Linked DNA regions of Sus scrofa: region 1 is linked to region 2. The links are chromatin contacts, called in public Hi-C maps. All regions are on one chromosome and are shown on one strand. Each heading gives the region's core, a stretch centred on a gene start, on an enhancer-like site or on the middle of the called end of the contact. The rest is flanking DNA. Distances are from core to core; before and after follow the strand shown.

Region 1 (6,701 bases), core at 2,253-4,752, 380 kb before region 2:
CTTTGAATCTGCTCCACTTCTCCATGTCAAACTAATTTTTCTAAAATTAGCTCCAGTCATGATCAAACCTCCAATGGTTTCCTATTATTGCCTTTTGGCATCAAGTGCACTGGCCTGATGCTGGATTTCTCCAGAGTGTGGCTTTAGCTAGCATTTTCCAGTCTCTCTCTTTTTTTCTTTTTAGGGCTGCACCCATGGTATGTGGAGGTTCCCAGGCTAGAGGTCCAATTGGAGCTACACCACAGCCATAGCAACACCAGACCCAAGCCTCATCTGCGACCTACCCCACAGCTCACAGCACTGCTGGATCCTTAACCCGCTGAGCGGGTCCAGGGATCGAACCCGCAACCTCATGGTTCCTAGTCGGATTCGTTAACCACTGAGCCATGATGGGAACTCCTCCAGCCTCTTTTATCTCCTCCTCCTCCAATTATAAGCAATGAGGCCATTGGCTGCTCAGGAAGGACCCCACTCTCTTCTGCATCCTTGCCTTAGCTCAGAGGATGCCTGGCATCCTCTTGTCTGAGCATCCACCATCCATCTGCCTTTGGAAACCTGCCTGCTCTTCAGGGCTCAGTGCAAAGGCTTTTTCTTTTATGATGTTTCCCTTTGGCCCTCTGCTCCAAATGAATACACCCTCTCCTTTTGCCATTTGTTTGTATTTTTCTTCCTGGTGAATTCAATTCTGCCTTGTATCATGGTTACTTACGGCCTTGTCTGCTTCTTCTTACTGGATGCTTAGTCTTTGAAAAGCTAGAAGAGTGTCCTTTTCACCTTTGTGTGTCCAACACACAACCTTACACATGTCAGGAGCTCAAAAATATGAACAAAATGTGGGGATCAATCTGGAATTAACAAATACTCCCCTGTCAAAAGAAGACAGTATATGTATGTGTATATACATACAGACATACCTATATATATAGTTAAAAATATATATATAGTTAAAAATAGCTTGATATGTTGGGAAAATGTGCTTTGTTTCTTTGTTTGTTGTTTGCTTTTTATGGCTGCACCTGCAGCCTATGGAAGCTCCCAGGTTAGTGGGTGAATCGAAGCTGCAGCAGCCGGCCTACACCACAGCCACAGCAACACGGGATCCAAGCCACACCTGCAACCTACCCTGCATCTCGAGGCAACGCCGGATCCTTAACCCGCTCAGTGAAGCCAGGGATGGAACCTGTGTCCTCATAGATACTAGTTGGGCTTGTAACCCGCTGAGCCACAACGGGAACTCCCCAGATGTGCATTTTTGAATGCTCAGGTTGTAATCCTTTATTGGGTAAAATGACACGTTCATGGAAACTCCTCTCCTAAATGTGCATCTAGCCCCACCCAATATGGTGACATCCCAGGCAGGAGACAGGATAACCTTGCCAGGACCTAATTTTTGAATGTGCAGGGCGCATGTGGATCTTATTTTGAAATGACTGAAAATTCTCTAAGTCTGGCCTGAGAGGAAAATCTGAGTCCCTTTCCCCATATGCTGATAATACAATCTGAGCACAAAGAGAAGCAACTGATAAACCTACAGACCTGGTCTCCATCTGCACGAGGAAGGGTGTGAACTCAATGAGCCTTTGTGCGTCGTTAGAGTTTGAAAAAGATGACACCTTCCTTTATTTTCTTTGAGAGGTTTAGTCCATCTTAATTTAAAAGGAAAAAAAAAAAAGAACCCCTAATTTCTCCATGGGTCAGGCTTTCACAGCGCGGGGAAAAGAGTGACTTTTACAAACGCACTGCTTATTTTGTGGTGACTGCAGAGCCTAATATCTAATCTACTTCCCCACTTCCTGTGTTATGAAATGCTGGGCATAGTTTTCTCTTGGCTCAGTTGCATTTCGATAAGAGCCAAGAGCTGGAATGAAAGACGCAGCGAACACTGCCCTCTTTCGTCCGCCCAGGGTTTGTGCCGCTTCTTCCGGATGAATGTGCGTAAGGCTCAGTCAACCTTGGTGTGTAATTCCGTTTTAATTGTTCCCTGTGTGACCCTGTTTTAGCAACCTGGGACATCTTTATTTTGGTGTCCCAAACAGTTTAGCTTACCCAGGGCCACCGCTTTGCACCCCAAACCATTTAATGATGGTTGTTCCGTGCTGCCCCTCAAATGCGGGTGTAAGGCAGAAAAGAGGATCTGTTGTTGGCAGTTTCTCTGCTCCGTTTGGATTACTAGGGAGCAAAAGATAAAACCCGGGCAGAAAGCAATGTGTCAGCAGGAACGGACCAAGGTTCCCTACCCACTGGGTAACCCTTTGCTTGGGAGAGATGGTTTCGTCTGAGTAGCTTGAGAACTTCTCAAATAATTCGGTTATGAAGCTCTTGTAACTGTCTTGGGAGATAGGAAGGAAGAGACTTTGTGGACAGAATAAATTGCCAGAGCACTTGAACTGACCAAAGCAGTGCTGGCAGGGAAGGGCCTTTCTGTTTTTGGAATGACTTATACATTTTTAAAAGGCCTATGTGGAAATTAAAAATTTATATGCCCTCTTTGAGTGGTTGACCTGAATCACGATTTGTAGTGACTTCTTTCTTGTGAGCCTATGTTTGGAGGGGCTTCGGGGTACACAGATCGGGGGGAGGGAAGAAGAGGTGCTGGGGGGCCCTGAGCTTATGAGGACAGGTTAGAGCCCTCTTGGCTCTGTGCCTGAATGCAAATTACTTCATTTGGGGAGTTCTTGTGTTTCAGTGAGTTAAGAACCCGACTGGTATCCATGAGGGTGTGGGTTCAATCCCTGGCCTCGCTCAGTGAGTTAAGGATCTGGTGTTGCCATGAGCTGTGGTGTAGGTCACAGATGAGGCTTGGATCTGGCATTGCTGTGGCTGTGGCTGTGGCTGTAGCACAGCTGCAGCTCCAATTAGACCCCTAGCCTGGGAACTTCCATATGCCACACTTGCAGCCCTAAAAAGAAAAAAAAAATTCACTTCATTTGGTTTGAAAGCTTTAAACGTCATATTGTTGAGGCTTCTGTGCATCAATTAATCATCTTCTGTGTCCGTGCACCTGCTGTGTATGCAATCAGGCATCAAGGCGCCTAGGAAAGATGTGTTCTGATGGGAAAGGGGAGACTTCATTGGGGCTTCAAATTCTAGGAAATCAAGTTTGTGGTCTGCAAACTGAATCACTCTGTTCTTAAATTTTAGCCCGAGTTCCTGCAGCTTTGGGTCCTTCCTTTCCCAGGACAGTTCTGGAGACAGACCTTCAGCTCCATTCTGCTCCGAAGGGAACTTGTGCTGTGTCAGGTCATTTGGAAAAAATGATGAGATCAAGTCATTATCAGCACGAATGGAGCAGTAGGGAATGGGTCCCAGGGAACCTTCCCTAATCCCATAACTCTTTGAAAAGCCCTGCAAAGATGCTCTTGCCAAGTCCTGTCTCATCAAGCCAGGGGTGTTATCCTTACAAAAGGAACATCAGGACTCTTCTTATCCATGGTATCCTCTCACCAACAGTAGATCTCTAAATTATCAGGGGTAAAGTATGTTCAAGACTCAGAAAATATCCATCAAAGCACAAAGTCAGGAAACAGATCTGTTTAGTTGTTTTTCTTTCTGCTAAAAGCCTTTGAGGAAGCATTTGCATTGGCCTATGCCCAGGTGTCTAGAATCAGCCAGATTACAAGCGGGGACTTCTCAGCTGGGTGGTGATCAGAATGCTTCCTCTACAAGAGGGCTTCCATCCAGATATACGGAGATGGAATCGGAAACTCAGGTCTTTACTGACTTAATTGCATAGAGCCCCACAGCAGCCTGGTAAGGAACTGTCAATGTGTTGCAATCTTTTGGAAATACTGACACCAAAAGATTTCATTATGAAAAATTATTATCCAATGAGGAAAGCAGAACAAATTACAGAAAATTCTAGAGTCCCCGTGCACATCATTGAAATGGGTGCTACCTAAGAGAAAAGTCACGTTGAGTTTATATGCTTTCTTTAGGAAATAGGAATCCTTAGTCCTTGAGTCCAATACAGCTATACTAGAGGGAAGGAGATGTCCATTTATCAACAAGAAAATGTACATTTGTGTCAAAAGCTAAGGGGATTAAAAAAAATAATATCCTTGTAAGTTTCTTTATTGGGACCATGAATGAAATACTGAATATTAATTGTTTGCATTTACATGACATTTTACTCATCAGAGAACTTTCTGACCATTTGGCAACAGAGGTGAGCTGTGGGGGGAAGATTAGGAGAAAAGCCAGGTGACAGTGTAAGTTCATGAAGGAAACCGGAAACGGAAACTAAAGAGTGTTATTTCCGCTCATTTGGGTAACGGACTGGTGTTGGACAAACTGTCCCAGGAAATAATCAAGAGAAGAGCAGGCGTCGTGATGAAAGACTTCCTTCTCTTCTTTTCCTCCCAACGCTTCTTCTCTGACCACAGTTTGAACACATTTCAATCACCAGCGGCCCCAGCAGGGCGAGGATGCCACAGGGCTGCCTCTCTGCCTGGTAGCGTTCAAGGGTTGTATCCAGGGCTCTTCCCGGAAGTGCGGGTGGAGCCCGGTGAGTTACCGTATTTCCCCTGCAACTGCCGCCGTTTCACCAAAACCATAGGGCTGGGCTGCCAGGGACTGCTCTGTGCTGGCACTGGATGTACACATTGTCTAAAAGAATAAAGGGCAAGTAGGCACCTATAAAGTGTAACGACTGTTCAGTTAGCTTTTCCACGGGAATGTGGAATGGGCTGATATAGATCTAGTCCAGGAATCCCTCTTAGCCCTGAGGTCCCCGTGTTCTAGGACATTTTCTGCAGACTGGCTTAAGCCATGGTAGCGTTAAATAAATAAAGCATGACGCTGCTACCTTCTGGGGAACACAGCAGATTCTTCTGGTTAGTGGGGGGAACGCAGTGAGCTATGCACAGAGCCTTTCTGAACCAGGAGCAGCCAGCTTCCCATCTGACAAAACAGATTTGCCAGCTTGACTTTGAACTTAAGTCAACAAAGACAGAAAAAGTGTGGGAAATGCAGTCATTTCAAGGGAGGACTCCGTGACTATTTTGTGAACTAAGGCGGCAAGGTCTTTACAAGGATGTTAGGAATTTATTTTTCAGAACCTTCCAGAAGACGATGCATATGAAAATATCATGTAAACTGTAGAGTTCTTCCTGAAAGGACGTTTTTAGACTCAGCAGCGTGAAAGTACTGAAAATATCAGGGAAGCCTGAATGGAAGCATGAAAGAGACCTTGACAGGTCCTTTCTAGGTGCACAGGAAAGTGTGTTCATTTTTAGAGGTGTTATTAAAGAGAGTGAAGATGCTGCGATAATTTAGAATATGGTTTCTACCCTGGCAGAGGCTGATGCGAAATTACAGAAGATAAAGGAGGAGCTTTTTTGTTTGTTTGTTTGTTTGTTTTTTTTTAGGGCCGCACCTGTGGCATATGGAGGGTCCCAGGCTAGGGATTGAATTGAAGCTGCAGCTGCCAGCCAGCGCCACAGCCACAGCAATCGTGACTGTGACCTACACGGCACTTGTAGATCCTTAACCCACTAAAGAGCGTCAGGGATCGAACTCACATCCTCATGGATACCAGTCGGGTTTGTTATTGCTGAGCCACAACGGGAACTCCCCATTCACGTCTATAAATCCTTTCTTCCCTTAGTCAGAGGAACAGCCCTTTGAAATGGGGGACACAACGTCCAACTCAGCCAAGAGGAAACTGGCAACTCCTCCTGGCTATTGCTGTCCAGACTCACCCGATGTTCTCTGATTTGTTCACTCGGGTTCAAGAAGCTGGCCAAGGGAGGTGTCCCATCCCCGTCTGGGGGGGTCGGGAAACGTGGCTGTGGGATCCATGGCCGTCTCTTCCACTCATCAGCCATTCAGTATGGCAGCAGCTGCTGACATCTAAAGCTGAAAAGAAGGAGGTTATGGCACAATAAAATGGACGAGCCCATAAACCTCCCCTTGGTGATTGGTCATGCTCTTCTGCATCCTGCCTGTCCTTCACCCATTTTTATCACTGGGCTCACGGCAGGCCGCCACTCAGAGCTTGTCCACAACAAAGGTGCATTCGTTCCAGACAGAAGCATGGCGCCTGGAGCAGCCCCTACCTTCCCTAAAGCAAGAAGACAAAGGGGAAAGGCAACAATACCAGCAGTAATGACGACAAAACAATTTAAAAGTGGACACTCAAACAACAACCCCTTTGGCTGGGGAGGACTGGTCTGGGCTGAGTTGGAAGTTCCCAGGAAGGAGTATTTGCATCAGCATCACCCATCACTGTGGCTGCAAGAACAATGCTGAAGGTTCTGGGGGTCGGGTGTCCTTGTCATGTTCATTTATCTATGGAGACTCAAGCCCCTGCAGAAGGAGTGCAGGAGATGGATGGAGAGACTCGGCAGACACATAGGCCAGGTCCAGCTATCTGTGGAGTGGCTCACATGCCTGGCTCAGGGAGAGGCTGCCTGGGTCTGAGACTGTACTGCCAGGAGAGGAGATGGCATATCAGCTATTGCGGTCATATCAGCTATTGTGGTACATTCTGGTTCACAGAGAACTTCCACCTGGTGGAACTTCCACCTCTTGGGATGGGTGTTTTCCTTCTCAGCTGCAAATGTGACTTTCAATCATACAGCCCTGACTCTTGTGCCCACCTTGCCACTTTATAGACAGGTGTCACCTGAGCAAAGCACTGGTGAGAAAACTGAGCCTCAAGAGAGTTAAGGGACTTGCTTCATCCTGGCAGAAGACAGAGC
Region 2 (7,091 bases), core at 66-2,565:
ATGTGATGGGAGATGGCTAAAATACCTTCTGAAACACCTCCCCATGCCTGAGCTTAGTACCATGTTTGTTTGAGATTTCTGGCTCTTTTCAGCCCCGCTTCGAATCTTCAGATGAGTAGTGAAAATAACATCTTTCCCAAGACATGACATGTTCTGCTCACTGTCCTGCCTCCCATCCCTTCCCATTCTTAACTCTAACAAGAAGTGCGTTTAAGTTCTCGAGATAAACTCCTCTACTGTCATATAAATACGGATTGTCCTTTGTTCATTCAATCCTGGTGTTCTGAACCTTTTAACTTTTGCTTCCCTAATATTAATACTATGATGTTTTAAAACCAACAATGGCATATATCATCCACTAACTTTTCACTACACCTTCCTTCTGTTTTCTTTCTCTATCACCATCACATGCTGTTGGTCTTTTTCCAATCTTCTGACATTCCCCCTGTGTGCAAGGTAATTTTTCAGAAATAATTATCCATCTTTACGGCACCATTGTTCAGTAAGCATATTAGTCAAATTCTTTTATTCCCCAGGGGTGTCTGTCACCTGGAGCAGCTGATTTATGTGTGTGTGTGTTTGCCAAATATTCCTGTACCTATTTTTTTTTCTTGTCCAAACCTATCTGCATGAGCTTAATTCTTCCAATTTTCATGTATACTTAGAAAGTTTTTTTTAAAGGGAGTTTAGCATTTCATGTGTTAACATTTTTATTTCAGTGTTTGCTTCTTTTAAAAACTTAACTCTGCGTTCCTTCAGGCCTCTTGGCCTATGTGTTTATGACTCGGGGTGAGCTTACAGATTTTTAAAACTATTGCTAAGTCCTTCTGTTTCAACTCATGTGTATTTTTCTCTGTTGGGCTTAACAACGTCCACTGTCTGGGCATCGTGTTGTTCTTAAGTATTCAGGACTGTTTGGTGATCTTAAGAGTTTCTAACATCTTTCTGATATTTCTGAATAGATGTATGCTTGTTCCATTTGATATAAATGGTTAGAGACTGGAATTAAAGAATTATGAAGTATACATTTTTTAAAAATGGAATATGCTGATCAGCTTCTTAGAAACCACTTCAGTTTCATTTCCCAAAGTGTAGAGAAGTTTCCACTAGGCGAATAGTTTGGCACACATTTTTCACTCTTTTCCTCAGAGAAATCATTTTAGTCAACCCAACCTCTATTTTTGAATGTGACTTTGCCAAGTCAACAGGATTTTAGAGAATATTTTGCTCAAAGTTTATTCTGTGTCCTGACTCAGTTGTTACCTCCACCCACCCACTGGAGAATCCTGAAGTCATAGAACGCATTCCTGCCAGTTATTTTTAGAATCTACTCCAATGCCCTTATATCACTCAAGACAAATGTTTGACCCCAATAAACGAGGACACTTAAATCTGTAACTTCTCTTTGCCAGTGACGACTCCAACAGAAAAGCTCTGTTTCTGATGCAATAACCCTTCTTCCTCACAAGATTTACAAGCTGGTGAGGCCCTTGACTTGGTGGTTGGTATCAGAGTACCTTTAAGTGAAGCCCCGTGGGCACTTAGAGCTGTGAGAACAGTAGAGTTGCAGGGTCGTTTTATTTTCTTCAATGGCATTGGATTTGGTACTGATTGGTAGACAGCAAAAAGAACTAGAGTAACTCAAGATACTAGATTTCTCATCTTAACCACACGGCCAACTCAACCTGTGTCATGGATGACCCATGGGAGGACAGAAGAAATTAACACTCACTAGAGCTGATAGAAAAAGAGCGCGCAGCCTCGCTGTGGTGGACTCCCCTGCAGCTTACGAGAAGCTGTTGTCATCATTCTCTGAATGCACATTTAATCTTAAGCCAGGCAGCAAACACAGTCTTTGATAACATTGGTTTCAGGTATCTGAAGTCCTGGTATTTAAAGGCTTATGTACACATACACTCCAAAGGGATCAGAGCAGGGGTTAAACCAAACAAGTTTGAGCTGACTCATTCTCTGCAAATATGAGAATGCTTACACCGATTATGCTCCTGCTGCTCGACGAAAAAGGTCAAAAGTTCTAAAATACTACTCAAGTTCTAAAATCTCATGCTTAAAGGCATTTTTCAAAAATTTTTTTGTAGTTGATTAACAATGTTGTGTTAATTTCTGCTGTGTAGCCAAGTGTCTCAGTTAGACATATATATTCTTTTCCGTTATGACTTATCTCAAGATATTGAATACAGTTCCCTGTGCTATACAGTAGGAACTTGTTTATTATCCATTCCTATATATAATAGTAAACAAGTCATTTTTCTTTATTTTTTTGTCTTTTTAGGCCCTCACTCATGGCATATGGAAGTTCCCAGGCTGGGGGTGGAATTAGAGCTGCAGCTACCAGCCTGCACCACAGCCACAGCAATGGGGATCTGAGCTGAGTCTGTGACCTATACCTTAGCTCGCAGCAACTCCAGATCCTCAACCCACTGACAGAGGCCAGGGATTGAACCCACATCTTTATGGATACTAGTCAGGTTCATCACCACTGAACCACAAGGAGAACTCCAACAGGCGATTTTAAAAGGAGGAACTAGGAGTTTCTGTCGTGGCTCAGTGGTTAATAAATTGGACTAGGAACCATGAGGTTGCAGGTTCGATCCCTGGCCACGATCAGTGGGTTAAGGATCCAGCATTGCCATGACCTGTGGTACAGGTCACAGACGTGGCTCAGATCCTGCATAGCTATGGCTCTGGCATAGGCCAGTGGCTACAGTTCTGATTAGACTCCTAGCCTGGGAACCTCCATTTGCCACAGGTGCAGCCCTGGAAAATACAAAAAGATAAAAAATTTTTTTTAAAAAAGGGACGAACTAGGGAACAAAAGCATTTTATCAGCCCAGACATAACTCAATGGGTAAAATATCTATATCCATCTTTTTATGGACAGGAGGTAAGATAATGTCCCCACTTCTTCAGACTCTGCTTGATGACCAGAAGGGTAGGAAATATAGCTGGGGACCTTCTGGGAAGGAGACAGTGGACAACTCCCTCATCCAGATCTAGCCTCAGGCAGCTTCGCTTGGCACAGAGCCCCTGTGGCCCCATCCATACCAGAGGGAGCCCTTAACTGTGCGGTTTCTGTAAAGCACCAGAGCTCCTTTGATGGAGCAGGATGGCTACATGGCTGATCTGATTATAGTCAGGAAATCTACCATATTTAGAGTAGAAAAAAATTGAAACAGATTAAGCCCTTGGAACTGACTCCACTTTCAGTGGGACCAAGTTGATTTCGTCGTCTTTCTGGATCTCCTTCAACCAAGCAGCTCTGTGGGACTTGGCCAGATGACACTGCACGAGTGTCAATGGGCTGTTTGGCTTTACTCCCTCTGATTAGTTCCAGAAGTTGCAGAACACGTTGTCCCTGCTGAGGGTCTGCAGTTGCCTTTTTTTTTCCCTCTCTCTCCCTTTCTACCCCAAAAGGGCCCTTCTTCCAATGTGTTCATGTTCTGCCGTTCCTGGACATGTGAAAATCATGGGCTAGATGCTAATGATGCCTGCTTTGTGAACTTGTGGGTCGTGTCCCCAGGGAGCTGCACACCTGCAAGTTTGAAAGCTCTTTCAATCACAGTTTTTGAATCACAGATGAATCAAGAAAGACGCAGGCTGCATGGGGACGAACCTTTAACCAAACACATGCCATGATACTAGGCGTAAGCTATCCGGCAGAGCAAGCCAGTGGACTGACTTTTCTAAAATGTCAGACTTAGAGTTTCTGTGGTGGCGCAAAGGAAATGAATCTGACTAGTATCCATGAAGGTACAGGTTCAATCCCTGGCCTCGTTCAGCGGGTTGGGGGTCTGGTGCTGCCATGAGCTTGCGGTGTGCGTCACAGACATGACTCACATCCCACGTTGCTGGGGCTGTGATGTAGGCCGGCAGCTGCAGCTCTGATTCGACCCCTAGCCTGGGAACTTCCATATGCTACAGATGTGGCCCTAAAAAAGCAAAAAAATAAATAAAATGTAAGACCTACTCAGATTAACTGGACCTGAACTGCCATTTGGTGGGTCTCCAGAGATGAACCCTGATCTATTCGGAAAGGAAGCACAGGGGTTGTGATCTCATACCGCATCTCCAATTATGTGTCTCTCCCTGGCATTTTACCTGGGGTTGGTAGGAGCCCCAGTGCAGCAGAACTTAAGGAGGCGCTGTTCCTTGTAGCAAAAGACAGTGCTGCCCAAGGTATTTTTCTGTCACTGCCAATCCTGGCTCTTTGGCTTGAAGATGAGGTCCCACCCAACATAGGGGATTTGTGGCCAGTCGAGGAGAAAATGGTGCAGATACAGCTGATAGCATAGTGTCCCAGTCCCAGGAGCCATTAGACACCCATCCTGAGGCCCCTGTGTATTCCTCACTCTCCCTTCCTCTCTGTTCTGGGCGCTGGGCTTGTGAGTGTGTTTTTGTGATTGTGGGTTTGGTTTTTTTATTGATGTATAGTTGATTTGAAATATTATGTTAGTTTCTGCTGTACAGCAAAGTGATTCAGTTACACAGACACACACACACATATATACACTCTTTTTTTGTAATCTTTTCCATTCCCGTCTATCACAGGATATTGAATGTAATTCCCTGTGCTATACAATAGTACCTCGTTGTTTATCCATTCTGTATATAATAGTTTGCATCTGCTAATCCCCAAACTCCCAATCCATCCTTCCCCCTTGGCAACCGCAATTCTGCTCTTTATGTCTGTAAGTCTCTTTGTTTTACAAATAAGTTCACTTGTGTCATATTTTAGATTCTACGTATAAGAGATATGTGATATTTGTCTCTGTCTGACTTGTCTCACTTAGTATGATTGTCTCAAAGTCCATCCATGTTGCTATAAATGATGTAATAATGGCCTTGTTTAATTCTTTTTATGGCTGCATAGTATTCCATTGTATATACCTACCACATTTTCTTTATCCATTCATCTGTTGATGGACATTTAGGTTTTTTTCATGTTTTAGCAGCACTGTTCACAATAGTATGAACATAGGGGTGCATGTATCTTTTTGAATTATAGTTTTCTCTGGATATATGCCCAGGATGGAATTGCTGGACATATGATAGCTCTATTTTTAGATTTTTTTGTCTTTTTTTAGGGCCACACCTGTAGCATATGGAGGTTCCCAGGCTAGGGGTTGAATCAGATCTGCAGCTGCCAGCCTACACCACAGCCACAATGTCAGATCCCAGCCATGTCTGCCACCTACACCACAGTCACAGCAATACCAGATCCTTAACCTGCTGGGCAAGGCCACAGATTGAACCCACGTCCTCATGGATACTACTTCTTTTCAGGTGTCTCGGATCACCTGTGTCACTGACTTCCCCATATCATCACCTGAAAAGAAGGAACTAGATGGACCAGATTGGGTATTTTTATAAGGAAGGAATGCTACTCATTGAAAGCTCTTTCCATTTTCAGTTACAAGGACCTTCTCTTCCTTGGCTGTGTGACAGAGTGTGGTTTGGTAGGACTCTTAGCAGATAGGCAAGCAGTGCAAAGGAAAGTTCTAGGGACTTCCCACCTCTGAGGGGCTCAGGCATCACTGAGTCTCGTGAGTCTGATGGCAGAGCTTGGTGTTGGGTACAGAATTGACTTTGAGGAGTTTTACCATGGATCAGTGGTTAACAAACCCGACTATTATCCACTGTGAGGATGTGGATTCAATCCCTGGCCTCGATCAATGGGTTAAAGATCCGGCATTGCCGTGAGCTGTGGTGTAGGTCACAGACACAGCTCGGATCTCACGTTGCTCTGGCTGTGACATAGGCCAGCAGCTATACCTCCAATTCGACCGCTGGCTTGGGAACCTCCATATGCCATGGGTGCAGCCCTAAAAAGACAAAAGACCAAAAAAAAATTGAGTTAATGGGGAGACAGAGTGTGAGAGGATACTGATGGAGCCTGAGATGTGGCTCTATCCCAGTCCTTTGTAACTTCTCACTGTGTGTGCACGTGCACAGCTATAAAAGGAATAAAACTAATCAATGCTGTCCAAAGAGCCAGCAGCATCTGGCTACCCACTGATAGCGACACTACGGCCTCCCTCCCTTCTCCACCCAGGAACCCAGACTGCACGTAGGGTTAGAAATTGGCCCTCAGATTAAAAAAATGCATTCAATTAAGGAAGGGTGGAGCTAAGGCTATTGTACACACAGGACTTCAAGGGTGTTGTTTACCATTTTGAAACATTTATAGGCATGCTCATAATTCCTTTTTAATTTGCTGGGTGTTTGCATAAAAAGTGCCAAGGGTTCACGCAAGTTGGCTGCCTTTAAATGTGTATCTTTTTCACATGGTTTAAGGCAAATCCATTTTAATAGGAAAGCTGGTGTACCTTTCCAACTACTACCCTAAAATGCAAAGAGAACAGACCTAGAGGTGAGTCTTTTCACTAGCAGTGTGTCAATGCCTGACTCAGCCTAGAAATAAAGCAATAAATAAAAAAGTAGATTTTCCTAAATAATTAGGAAGTGAATGCTGCTCAAATCATGTCAGCAATACTTAAAATTTACTACCAGCAGTGAAAATCACGATGCTGGTGTTGGAGCAGAAATTCCACCCTGATACTAATATTTGCATCATAGTGTAATACATGTAATCTCCCCCATCTTCAGTGGTGGTGTTCAGCCAAGCCAATGCATCATTAGGCGGGGAATCAAGGAAGAGGAAGAGAACCAGCTAATTATAGAAAAACAAGGGAGTGATTTCTCATGAACATTTTGTTCTTCCTCAGTGCAATCAAGGGCTCTTGAGAGGCATTTAAAACATTCATTCAAGGAAGCTGTGTCGCATCAGTATCTAAAATTTTCTGTAAAGAAGTGACGTGGGAACAGAAGCACTGGACCAGGCATGTTTGTTGTGGCCTGAGATCTAATCCGGAGCTGGTAAATCAGGACTGCTAAACGAGTTTTTATAAGGCACGATTACAGAACAGTCTGTGTTCTAGGACAAAGGTGGAAGAAAAGGTGGAAATGGTTTTAGGTCAAGACTTGCTTGTGGTCTAGGAAATACTCTATTCAGGAACATTTCTAGATGCTTTACAGTGGCCATTTGGTCCTTGTCTACCAACGCAAGAGCC

What was found. A called contact is a pair of places that touch in the nucleus more often than the background predicts.
Region 1: a contact with region 2 is called in a Hi-C map of retroperitoneal adipose tissue, with 1.8 times the contacts expected there. The contact joins two enhancer-like sites. A contact is called at or near these places in 3 of 47 Hi-C or Micro-C datasets (heart right ventricle, omental adipose tissue and retroperitoneal adipose tissue) and 1 of 2 datasets of contacts at active chromatin or transcription factors (skeletal muscle).

The regions. Positions count from the first base shown.
Region 1 is chr8:40,697,537-40,704,237 of Sscrofa11.1, reverse strand. No RefSeq gene overlaps it. Among named protein-coding and RNA genes, the nearest start is that of CHIC2, 150 kb to the left of the region's middle. Within about 2 kb of position 3,502, at least 7 of the 83 cell types and tissues checked have an H3K27ac peak or open chromatin away from gene starts, as enhancers often do. A contact at or near this core is called in retroperitoneal adipose tissue, where this site is marked.
Region 2 is chr8:40,318,100-40,325,190 of Sscrofa11.1, reverse strand. All of the region lies in intron 6 of LNX1 (E3 ubiquitin-protein ligase LNX), which reads left to right. Among named protein-coding and RNA genes, the nearest start is that of LNX1, 150 kb to the left of the region's middle. Within about 2 kb of position 1,315, at least 15 of the 83 cell types and tissues checked have an H3K27ac peak or open chromatin away from gene starts, as enhancers often do. A contact at or near this core is called in retroperitoneal adipose tissue, where this site is marked.